Linked DNA regions of Sus scrofa: region 1 is linked to region 2. Evidence: chromatin contacts called from public HiChIP or PLAC-seq data. All regions are on one chromosome and are shown on one strand. Each heading gives the region's core, a stretch centred on a gene start, on an enhancer-like site or on the middle of the called end of the contact. The rest is flanking DNA. Distances are from core to core; before and after follow the strand shown.

The links. HiChIP or PLAC-seq counts read pairs in DNA pulled down with a chosen protein or histone mark.
Region 1: a contact with region 2 is called in an H3K27ac HiChIP or PLAC-seq map of skeletal muscle. The contact joins two enhancer-like sites. A contact is called at or near these places in 1 of 47 Hi-C or Micro-C datasets (retroperitoneal adipose tissue) and 2 of 2 datasets of contacts at active chromatin or transcription factors (alveolar macrophages and skeletal muscle).

The regions. Positions count from the first base shown.
Region 1 is chr11:20,944,540-20,950,066 of Sscrofa11.1, reverse strand. No RefSeq gene overlaps it. Among named protein-coding and RNA genes, the nearest start is that of LRCH1, 41 kb to the right of the region's middle. Within about 2 kb of position 3,461, at least 11 of the 83 cell types and tissues checked have an H3K27ac peak or open chromatin away from gene starts, as enhancers often do. A contact at or near this core is called in retroperitoneal adipose tissue and skeletal muscle, where this site is marked.
Region 2 is chr11:20,806,051-20,812,085 of Sscrofa11.1, reverse strand. The region is part of intron 1 of LRCH1 (leucine-rich repeat and calponin homology domain-containing protein 1); the gene reads left to right. Among named protein-coding and RNA genes, the nearest start is that of LRCH1, 98 kb to the left of the region's middle. Within about 2 kb of position 2,670, at least 24 of the 83 cell types and tissues checked have an H3K27ac peak or open chromatin away from gene starts, as enhancers often do. A contact at or near this core is called in retroperitoneal adipose tissue and skeletal muscle, where this site is marked.

The DNA.
Region 1 (5,527 bases), core at 2,212-4,711, 140 kb before region 2:
CTTATAAAATGTCAGCCTTACTTCATGCTGCACGAAATCTTTGAAGGAAAGCAAAAAGGCTGATGATCAAGTTGTTTTTTTTTTCTTTTCTTTGTCAAGAAGAAGAGGAAAATGAATATTGCTATCATTTGAGAGGAAAGTGGCAAAACCACAAGCCATTTGCCTGGCTTGTGACACTTTATTTCTCAGCACGAAATGTCACATGGATCCTATATCCTGTTTAGCGCAAGGAACTGTTATTCATCCCGCACAGGGCAGCATTTGGAATTCATTTATCTGAGTCCCGTAGCCCCGTGCTCATAATACCTACGGTGGGAGGCTCTGGTTTCACCCTCCAGAGCAACAAGGAGACCTCTCAGATGGTATGCAGATCACATGCATCAGATTTTGTGCAAGAGTCAAGATTTGGTTCCGAGGGGACAAATAAGAATAAAGAACAAAATAAAACAGGACAACAAAACAAAGCTAAAAGAAAGAGGGGAATTAATGACAACAACAACGGAGAGCAACCCGTTAATCCAGGAGAAAAGTACATAACATCGTTTTCATTATTAGGATTCTCTTGGTTTTTACCCTCACTCGAGTCAGCCAATAGGGTTCCCATTTAATTCCCAAGGGGCCCTTCTGGTGTCTAGGAAAAATGCCAACCAGGATGGTTCAGAAAAATCTATTTACTCCCCAAAGAAACACGGGAGACCACTTCTCTTCTTGCTCTGATGTTTATCCTCCTCTTATTTCCTATAGGGACTGACGTGAAAATCCAAAAACCAAAGGCTTACCTGTGACATCCAGGAACGGCGACCGATGGGAAGTGGGCCAGCCACAGCCTACTCATCCTGGCCAGGGCCGAGGAGCCTCCAGCGGGGGTGTGGAGGCAGGACACACTCTAGCAAAAGGAGAAGAAAGGTGAGGACCCAGCCCCGTTCCCAGGAGGACAACCAGTGCAGAGCGGACCTGATGCCACTCAAGCTTACACGTTGTCAGGAGGGCAGTGACCTTTATTTTATCCCCAAATGTAGAGGAACAAGCCACGTACTCCCCCACTGCAGTTCCAGATCAATCATATGTTTCCTGGTTGGTTCTTTTTTATTATTATTCATTTCCTAAACTTCAGACTCATATATCTAAATGCCCACACAGTGTCTAGCTCAGCCTCAGCAGTGCTGAAACGCATCCTCTTCTTCCCTAAATCAGCACTTCCTCTATCTCCTCTGTCTCACTTAGTGTGAAGGCACCACTTCAACCCAGCCATACAGGCTACAAACTGAGAAAGCATCTCATTTCCACCCTCTTCCTCAACCCCACTCCCTACCCCGGCCTCACGTCACCAGTTACTAAATTCTGGCTAATTTACCAACCACTTCTCAGTTCCTCCCGCCAGCCTTCTCTTTTTTCTGTATGACACTTAAAGAATGTTTGGGTTTTGAGTTCCAGCTATGGGCAATGGGTTAAGGATCTGACTGCAGCGGCTTGGGTCACAGTAGAGGTGCGGGTTAGATCCCCGCCTGGCAGCAGCGGGTTAAAGGATCCAGAATTGCCACATATGCAGTCTAGGCCACAGCTGTGACTCAGATTCAATCCCTGGCCCAGGAGGTGTGGCCATAAAATTAAAAAAAAAAAAAAATAGGCTGGTTTTGACTGAATGAAAAAGGATCTTCCCACCCGATTTTTTAGTGTTGGGCTGGAGAGAGAAAACAGAACAGGATTTCACGAAGCTGCCTGAGACGAAGGACTACTAAAGAGGGCTATAACCCAAATTTCCGCCGCTTTCATCAGCCCGTCACTGAACTACTTCTCAAAATTGATCCTCTGTCCTGTCTTTCCGACACCTTGTTAATGAGGAACTGTGGGGAAGGGGAGGCCAGGAGGGACAGGACCAGGGCCCATCTCGGGGGATTTTCCTGGACATCAGGCGGTCCCGCCTGCGGGTTTAGAAGAAACACCTCCATGGGTAAATCTCCAGAGGGCCGCGCTGTGACTGCCAAGCGGCAGGGGATGGAGGGGCACACGGGCACAGCCGGGGGCCTGGGACCCGCAGAGCTTCAATGTCACGTGTCACGTTCCATGTCGACGGCTGTACCTGAGCTCGGGCGCACCATCTGGGTCCACCAGAAGCCCCTCGCAGTTGCAGGGGACGTCGCTGGGGTACAGTGGAGACCAGGTGATGAACGTGGGGCAGGTCGCGAGGGCCGCGGCGGGGTCACTGGGCGTGGCCAGAGAGGGGGGTGGAGGGCGTCGTGCGCCTGCGCGACCTTCACCTCGCACTTGCCCAGGGCCTGAAGTTGAACTGCTACCCGCCATTCGGTGGAATGAGGAGCCAGTTCAGGATCTGCTGGTTCTTGGCGTTTTCCTGATGTCCAAACTGGTGGCAGGGAAAGCGGAGCAACACCAGGCCCCAGGGCCAAGGCGCCATTGACGTCCGTTCATCTAGGTGTCCTCAGAACCTTTGTGCCCCAGAGCAACGCTGCCTCCCCGGCCACCCGCCCCGCTGCAGCCCAGGTTCAAGGTTTCCCTGCCCCGCCAGCAGTATGCATGAAAGGCAGACACCCAGTGTGAGGCTGCCACCGCCAGGTGGGCTTCCGGGCGGCAGAGCAGCACACCCCGCCAGGGTGTTGGCAAGGGGAGAGCCCTGGAGTAGAAAAATCCCTCTGCACCAACGCACCTTTCTACCAAACAAAAACGTACTCACAGAGAGAACAGATTCGTGATTGCCAGGGGGAGGGGGAAGGGGGAAGAGAAGGCCTGGGAGTTTGGGGTTAGCAGAGGCAAACCAGTATGTATAAGGGCCTACTGTATGGCACAGGGAACTGTATTCAGTATCCTCTGACAAACCATAATGAAAAAGAATATGAAAACGAACATATATGTATAACTGAGTCACTTTGCTGTGTAGCTGAAATTAACACACGGTAAATCAACTGTTTTTCAATATATATTTTTTAAAGGCGCCCCTGTCCTGTCTTAATCCTTTTGAGCTAGGCTCTGCATGTGGAATATTATCTAAAATCTCAATAATCCTTGGGTTACAAGAGAACTTTTCAAAAACCGCAATTGCTTGGAAGCCCGTTGAAATGCAGATTCTTAGTTCATGAGGTTTGGGTGCAGCCTGAGTTTTAACTTTGCTAACAAATTCCAGGTGATGTGGAGGCCACTGGGTTGCAAGGGCTTAGATGGTCTAGAATTTTATTGCCCCGAACTCTAGCTCAGTCAATACTGAACCCTTAAAAGCATGTCAGGAACAGAGCATGACAGAAAAAGGTGGGAAATGGATATGGGCTGGTTAGTGGAAAATTTAAGCAGCTCATCAGACCTTACAATAAAAGCTTCACACTGGATTGAGAGTTCTCATCCTCTTTGTAGAAATGTGTGACTATTTTAAACACGTCATCCCTTAAGACAAAAGTGGAGAAAAGGCCATTCTTGACATGGTCTGTTGGACACCCTGACTGCTAAGGCAAGGTCAGGCCTAACAGGAAGCAAACAATAGGTGTGACCTCAGGCTAGTCCCCTTCCCTGTTTTGACTGTGGACACCACACGAAGAATCTGGCTCCAAGTCCTACTTTCCTGGACAAGTCAAGTCCTGTGTGTGTGTGTGTGTGTGTGTGTATTTTTAGGGCCACACCCATGGCATATGAAAATTTCCAGGTGAGGGGTCGAATTGGAGCTGCAGCTTTCAGCCTGCGCCACAGACATAGCACTGAGCGAAGCCAGGGTTCAAATCTGTGTCCTCATGGATCCGAGTCGGGTTCGTTACCATGGAGCCACAACAGGAATTCCCAAGTCAAGTTTAAAGGACTCTGGGCAAATATGTATTCGTTCAGACACTAGTCTAAATAAAGTTGCTGGCTTTTCCAAGTAGATTCCTGCTTTCTTTTCCAAGGAACATTTTCATGTCTAAGAAGGTATAAATAGGAGAGAATGGTTTCCACACACCACGCCCTGCTCCAGATGCACTGCAAACTCTGCAGAGGAAGCCGGGGCAAACTGCTTGTGGGAAAACACACAGGACACTTGGATCAGAACGTGAGCCGTTGAGTTCATCCTCCACTGAGCCATAGGATGCAGAATGCTGAGGCCTGGCACATCCAGCTTAGGAGGATAACGGGTTTCTCTGACCTCACTGCCTCAGAAAAACTCAATAGGTCACATTTCCGGCTTTGGCCACCAAGCCCTCCTTTGGCTTTTCCTTCCTATGCACAAAATTTCAGAAGTCACTGTGTTGCTGAATTTCCTTTGGTCACAGAAAAAACAGTCATTATGATTGAATGCAAGGAACTGATCTGACCTAAAGTCAATGATTTCTTCCTGCAAGTGACAAAGCCTGTTTCCTCCAGCTGATAATGAACCCCCGAAAAGGCACTGAACATGCATTTTCAAAAGCAAATCATCTACAGCCAGGGTGCAGGCCAGTACCTCTTTCAATCAGAAGTGAAATACTTGAAATCAATTCTTTCTGTTGTGGTAAAACATATAGTACCATAAAATTTACCATTTTAACCATCTTAAGTGTAAATTCAGTGGCTTTATGTACAGTAAGAATCATATTTTACAAATAAATAGCTATAAATGGGTTCCTAGTCTCTCTGAAGAAAGAGACCCGATAAGGGCATCAAAGAAAGAGCTACATTTTTCATTCCAAAGAAGGATGGAAAAAGTGTGATACTTCTATATGAATAATTTACAGGCCTAGAACAAGGGGAAAAAAAAATCCTAGATCTTGTTGGAACACTAGCTCTGCTGCTTCTGCTGTTGTTGCAAGTTACTTAAGCACTTTGCTGTAAAATGAGAATGAATATTAGCATCTACTTCTTAGAGTGGTAACAAGGCTTACACTGGATAAGAGGATTCATCAGGATAGGAGAGGTTCAGCTGCAGTAACAAATGAACCCCAATATTTTAGTGACTTAACCTGACAAAAGTTTACTTCTTGCTCATGTCACAGTCTGAGGTGGGGCAGGTGGCTTTCCTCCAAGGGTGATGAAGGATCTGGGCTGCTTCCGAATAACATCTCTGCCATCTTGCAGGGCTTTACTTCCTGATGAATGGAGGACACACATCCTTTACACCCTTGGCCTCAAAGTAGCTAGAGTTAATGTCACTAATGGTTCTTTACACTCTTGGCCTCAAAGTAACTATGTCCTTTCTCGTTACAGTCCTTTGGAAATAAGCATGCGTATCAGTCAGAATCTGAGCAAAAACCAGATGGCGCACTCTAAAGGCCCACTTATTTAATGGATTTACAAAGGTGTAAACAGGGTTAAAAGACACTGCAAAGGATGGTGAAACACCACAAGACCACCAACAACTCAGGACAGGTGCTGGGTTGTCAGCAGCTGAAACTTAAGGCAGGGATGGGAGATGGGAGGCTAGGAACCCATAACGTAATCTCTCTCCTGTCCTGCTGACTCTTGCTGTTGCCTCGCATGGGTCACACTCCACAGTCAGTACAACCTGGTGGGATGCCATCCATGCAAGGTCAGCTTCCTGGGGGCTCAGAGCAGGTGGAAAAGTAGATCTGGAGCAGCA
Region 2 (6,035 bases), core at 1,421-3,920:
GAGCCTTGTCTGCACCCTACACTGCAGCTCACAGCAACGCTGGATCCTTGACCCACTGAGGGAGGCCAGAGATCAAACCCGCAACCTCATGGTTCCTAATCAGATTCGTTTCAGCTGCGCCACAGCAGGAACTCCCTGAGATGTTTTTCTTTTGCGTAATTTTGCATGACAAGAAAACAAAAAAATAGTTAATGCACTTCCCCGCTTTCTTGAACAGAACATTTTAAAAGCAGTTTAATTCTCAAATATCTTAATAACTCTTGTTAGATTATTCAGTGTTGTATTATTTTGGTGCTGCAATTATGTTGCACTATGTCGTTTAGAAGGACTCTGACACTACATTTAATGTTTTTAAATTTAAATACTTAAAAAATACGTCACTCTTCATTACTATTGTTGTTAGAAGCATGCTTTTTTATGGCTACCTCCCTTTAAAAAAAATCTATTCGTTGTTTCCAAAAGGCAGTGGAGCTGAAACAGTCAATCATAGTGTTAGTTAAATTGTGTTCAAGAGGAAAAAGCCTCCGAGTGAGGCTTTTAGAGATTCTTTGAGTGAAATGATTACGCTTTGGGACAGGAATTCCCCCTTCCCCCTGGCCAATTCTGTCTGCGCTGGTCGTTTAAAATCTTATCTCCTGATTTTTTTGGGCAGCACTTTGGATAGGAGAGGTGCAGTAGAGAAATCAATTTTTGCTGTCAACATTTCAGTAATGCATTCAGTAAAAGGCCACCTATATTTAATTACCTCTTTAGTATTGTATGGGCTTAATAGGTATCAGCTGCTAATAAAATCACTGGGCCAAGAGTCTAATCTGTCATTGTATCCTTTTTGGCATTTACCAAAAATAATTTCTCTTTCTTACTTCCTTCAGCCTGGGAAGGGTAACCTTCAAACCAACTGAGAGATTGTTCACTCATAATACGCAGTTGGCTTTTTTTCTTCTTTTATCTCTGATTTCTTGTTTTATCATGAAACATGTGTATGTGTGGTTGCTTCATGCACTTGTCAGCTAGATTTTTAAGCTCCTTCCCAGCCCAGGCCTTTTTTTCTTGCCAGAAATTCTGTATTCGGAACCCAGCATTAGCTAACATAATGATAGAGACTATTCTTGGAGTCCTTTCCTCTGTGCCCGGTGCCGCTCTGAGGTCTTTATATGTATCATCTCATTTAATCCTTCCAATAATTCAGAGCGGCCAGTACTATTATTATTCCCGTATTGTAGGTGAAGAGACGGAAGCATAGAGAAATTAAGTAATTGTTTCCAAATCCACACACTAAGAGGTGGGATCAGGATTTGAACTCAGGCTGTCTGCCCGAAGAACCGGCTTTCCTACCACATGCGTTCAGTTCATTCAGTGAATATTTATTAAGCTCTTACTGTATACCAGGGAACAGTGCAAAGATCTCAATCTTCATGGAACTTAACATTCTAGTAGAGTGAGAAAGTTCACCAAAATATGTGAATAAATTGTATGCCTTGTTAGAAGGCTACCCAAGTGCTAAGACAGAAAAATGTCGAGCAGAGGAAGGCAGTGAAGAGGGTATGTTGACACTTTAGATAATCAGGGAAGACTTCCATGGTTCAGGCTGAGGATTTTTTTTTTTTTTTTTTTTTTTTTTGGTCATTTTAGGGCCACACCCCTGGCCTATGGAGGTTCCCAGGCTAGGGGTCGAATCAGAGCTGTAGCTGCTGGCCTGCACCACAGTCACAGCAAGTCAGGATCCAAGCCCCATCTGCGACCTACACCACAGCTCACCAGATCCTTAACCCGCTGAGCAAGGCCAGGGATCAAACCTGCGTCCTCATGGATGCTCGTTAGATTGGTTTCCGCTGGCTGAGCCACAGCGGGAGCTCCAGGCAGAGGAATTCTTTAACAAATCTCTTCGGTTGGACAGCATTTTTTGGTTGTTGGATCTCTCTGAGATGTAGCCTGAGATCTTAAGTGACTCACTCAAAATTTTTATGAAAATCTGCTCATCAGTTCTGCTTGTTTAACCCTGCAAGCGTCTGGTGGTTGTATCTCCACAGAGTCAAGGATGACTCAGCCCGTGGGCTCGCTTCACTGCCTGGAGCAGAGTCCCTCGTTCCAGCGCCTTTCCGAATGTGCGGGAGTCCTGGGAGCGCCCTGCGGGTGCTGAATCACGGGGCGGGTGGGGTGTCTGTGCCGAAGGAGGAGTGGGGGCAGTGAGGAGCAGTCAGAAACCCGGGACATTGTGGAGGGGTCCCCTTTAGAAGGACATTGCTGAGATTCTTCCAGCAGGACCCCTGCCTTCCTAGGGGAAGAGGGATGTGGCTTGTCCAGGTAGAGCAGGTGGCCCCCAACCATCCTTCCATCCAAAGATTCTCTCTCAGCAGCGGTCCCTGGAGGGACCAAGCAGGAGGGGAGGAGGTGGCCTGGCACAGAGGGTCCCCCTTCACTATCAGGAAGACAGCGGGTCCCCTAGGCTTGTCTGTGGGTCGGGGGTTTGGATTTCTCTGTGAAGGACACACATTTCACCCAGTTATTGAGACATCACAATTAGTGTTTATCTTCTAAAATTAAATGTCCGTGATAACATGTTTACCCTCCAGCTCAAAAAATGGATCATTGGGTCCTTCCGGCCCTGGGCATGATTCACTGCCAATGATGAGGCCTTTTCTTCCGACCAGAAAGCAAGACGTTGCAAACGAGGTTCCCAGCTGCCCCTGGTGGCCGGGAGCTCAGGATGTTGTTGCTGGAGAACCGGGGCCTCCAGTTCCTCCCGAGGCACCACTTTCCTTTTTTATACAAAAACAACGTCGTGCCTCCGAGGGTGCTGACTGCACACCAGATTCCATTGACTGTTTTTCTACCCTCCTCTGCTTATTTTTATTCATCTGGCTACTTTATTTTAGGGCTTTGCGAAGCTTGTTTTGGCCGGGGCGAAACTTATTGTTTTATTTCTGGCCGCTCGGCTCGCCCGTGAACGCTTCAGTGAAGAAGCGGCAGCAGGGAGGGTGCGGTTCTGGGGTTTGGATTTGCTGCTGGGGGTTCGATCCCCAGGGCCGCGTGAGCCCCCCGGGGATGTTTCCAGCCAGGAGGACCCCATCCAGCTCGGGTGGCAACCACGTACCCAAGACACAGGCTCTGCTTGCCGGAGAAAATATTACGACCTGGTCAGAGATGACTGACTTTTAGTCCAGAGCTGTGATAGGGGATCATTCATGCCTCCTGACCCGGCACCCGAAATGACTCTGTTGATTTTTTAAAAAATTAGAGATAGCCACAGAACAATTGAGCTTCCCTAGCTGTCATCCTCCCAGGCTGAATCAGCAATGGTTCAGGGCTTTGGTGGCCTACGTACTGGTTTAGTTCTTGTGTTTACCACCTGACTAGCTCTGGGTCCTCAGGCAAATTACCTAACCTCTCTGGGCCTCAATGTCTACACATAATGGGGAGCTTTAATAAGAGCACCTGCCTCTCTGTTATGGTGAAGATACAATGAGGGAAGAATCTAATTTTCTATGACACAGCCAACTGATAATATGTAAAATGGCACTGCAGCTCGGAATTTTGTTGCTCTGATTGTATCAGAAGCTAGTTGAGTTGTAACTTAGAGTAAGAATCTAATCATCTGATCATGCAGTGATGAACTCCAGAGTGAGGCAGATTTTCTTTCCAGAGTGAGACCCCTCCTGGGCCCAGCCACCTGCTCCTGGGAGAGCGCCACCTGTTGGTGGGTCTTGGTTTCGGTAGGAAGCAGAGAGGGCAGATCACCTGCCTTTCTCCCTGCTTAATGGGAATCACCCAGACATCCAAGGATGCTCAAGTCAAACCCTAAAACTTCTGGCCATGGACCCCAGGCTTCCAGATTTTGCAAAGCTTTGTTCAAGTGATTCCAGTATACTAACGAGGTTAAGAAGTACTAGGTGAGGAGTTCCCGTCGTGGCGCAGTGGTTAACGAATCCGACTAGGAACCATGAGGTCGCGGGTTCGGTCCCTGCCCTTGCTCAGTGGGTTAACGATCCGGCGTTGCCGTGAGCTGTGGTGTAGGTTGCAGACGCGGCTCGGATCCCGCGTTGCTGTGGCTCTGGCGTAGGCCGGTGGCTACAGCTCCGATTCAACCCCTAGCCTGGGAACCTCCATATGCCGCGGGAGCGGCCCAAGAAATAGCAACAACAGCAACAACAACAACAACAGACAAAAAGAGGCAAAAAGACCAAAAAAAAAAAAAAAAAGAAGTACTAGGTGAATATTTTATTTAGGAAACTAGCTCATAAATGGATTTGTTCATACCTCTATGTATTTATAACAGAATGGGGGCAATAAACAACAAAAATAAACACAGATTCTTTATCTCTGTTCATCTCTAGTTTGAAAGCTTCCTTAAGTTTTCTGTCACTGCTGGATCTTTCCATAGCTCCTGACCCATTTCCCCAAGCTGTTTTGGGTTGTATTTCAAAATAAAGATACACATTACCTTCTTAATACTTGCCTGTTATCTATGAGCTCTTCTTTTTTCTGTCTTTCCTGAGCTGGAGAACTTTCCTTGCTCCCATGTTGGTCTGTCTGTAAATCATTATTGGGACAGCCAGGCTCGGGCTTGGGCTGTCTGTCTCAGGCGGGATCTGCCCTTCCAAGGGCCCAGTTGGGGACACTCACATCTGTGTGGGAGCCATGAACTGACTGTCTGCTCATGTCTTCAACTACAACCAAGTTCTAGATTTTTCCCTCCTTCTCCCTCGTGTGTGTGTGTGTGTGTGTGTGTGTGGTTAAAGAGGGATCAGACCTCATTTTATTTCTCTGCTTTCAGGAACACTTTTAAACACATTTGTGTCATTTTTTTTTACATTGTTGATAATCAGATTATCCAGTCTGGATTATCAAAGTCAAAACAGCTTAATCCAGACCGACTTCCTCAGCCTTCCTGAGCGTCTTTCCTGTGGTGGATGAGTGAATGCCCAAGGATACAAGAGGATTTTTGCATTAGCCCAAGTAAATCATAGGAAAGCAAAGCGTACCCTTTTTGGGCACCCTCTTTCTCTCTCCCAATAGGAGAGTTGATTGAGAATTAAATGATAGTCAGACCCAAGTAGGAAAAATAAGTCATGTATTTGAAAAGTCATTCTGAATTTTGAGTGAAACAGAGGGCTTATGTGACATTAGGATCATTAGCAGTTTAAGCCAGAGTTTCTACTCACCACCTTTCCTGCAGCCACTTCCAGAATTTAGCCTATCAGGTAGCATATTGTTTTCAGGCCTCTCTCTTTTGAATGTAATGTTTATAACTCTCTCATCCTCCGGGTCTTTGCACAGAACGTGTTGACTTTACTTTTATTGCATTTCGGACAACTAAAAATGCAGTGATGATTTATCGCTCTGCTTCCTAATCCTCTATCTTCCGACCATCGCTCTTGCTGAGCATCAGTCCGTGGAGGAGGAGGGTGGGAACTCAGTCAGGCCTTGGAGTTCGACGTACTTAGATACCTAAGTATAACTAAGATACCTAAGTATGCCTGAGTATAATTACTTTATTTCCGTGGCCTTAGATAAGTCACATAAGCCTCCTGAGCTCAGTTTCCTCATCCTTAGGTGGGTGGTGACCCTGTTCCTTGCAGTGGTTTAAATAAGGTAATAGACGCAGATCCCCAGATACAGTGTCTGGCTCAATGGATGTGCTCAAGGGATGGTAACATTGACCCAACCGGATGTTAGCTCTTGATTTGTACTTTTTTTTTTTTTTTTAGGTTTAGCACAATTGAAACCTTTCAGCCATATCTGTGACGTACAGCTCGTGGCAATGCCGGATCCTTAACCCACTGAGTGAAGCCAGGGATCCAACCTGCATCCTCATGGATACTAGTCAGATTCTTAACCCACTGAGCCACAAGGGGGACTCTCATTGTTTAAATAATTTGAAAAATCCCTATATTCCTAGAATAAATCCTCTTTGGGATGTTGGTCTTTTTATGTGAGTGCTCAATTCTGTTTGCTCATTTGAATTTAGGACTCACGTCAGTATTTAGAAAGGAAATTCGTATATAGTTGCCCTTTTGTGTATTTCTTTGTGGGGT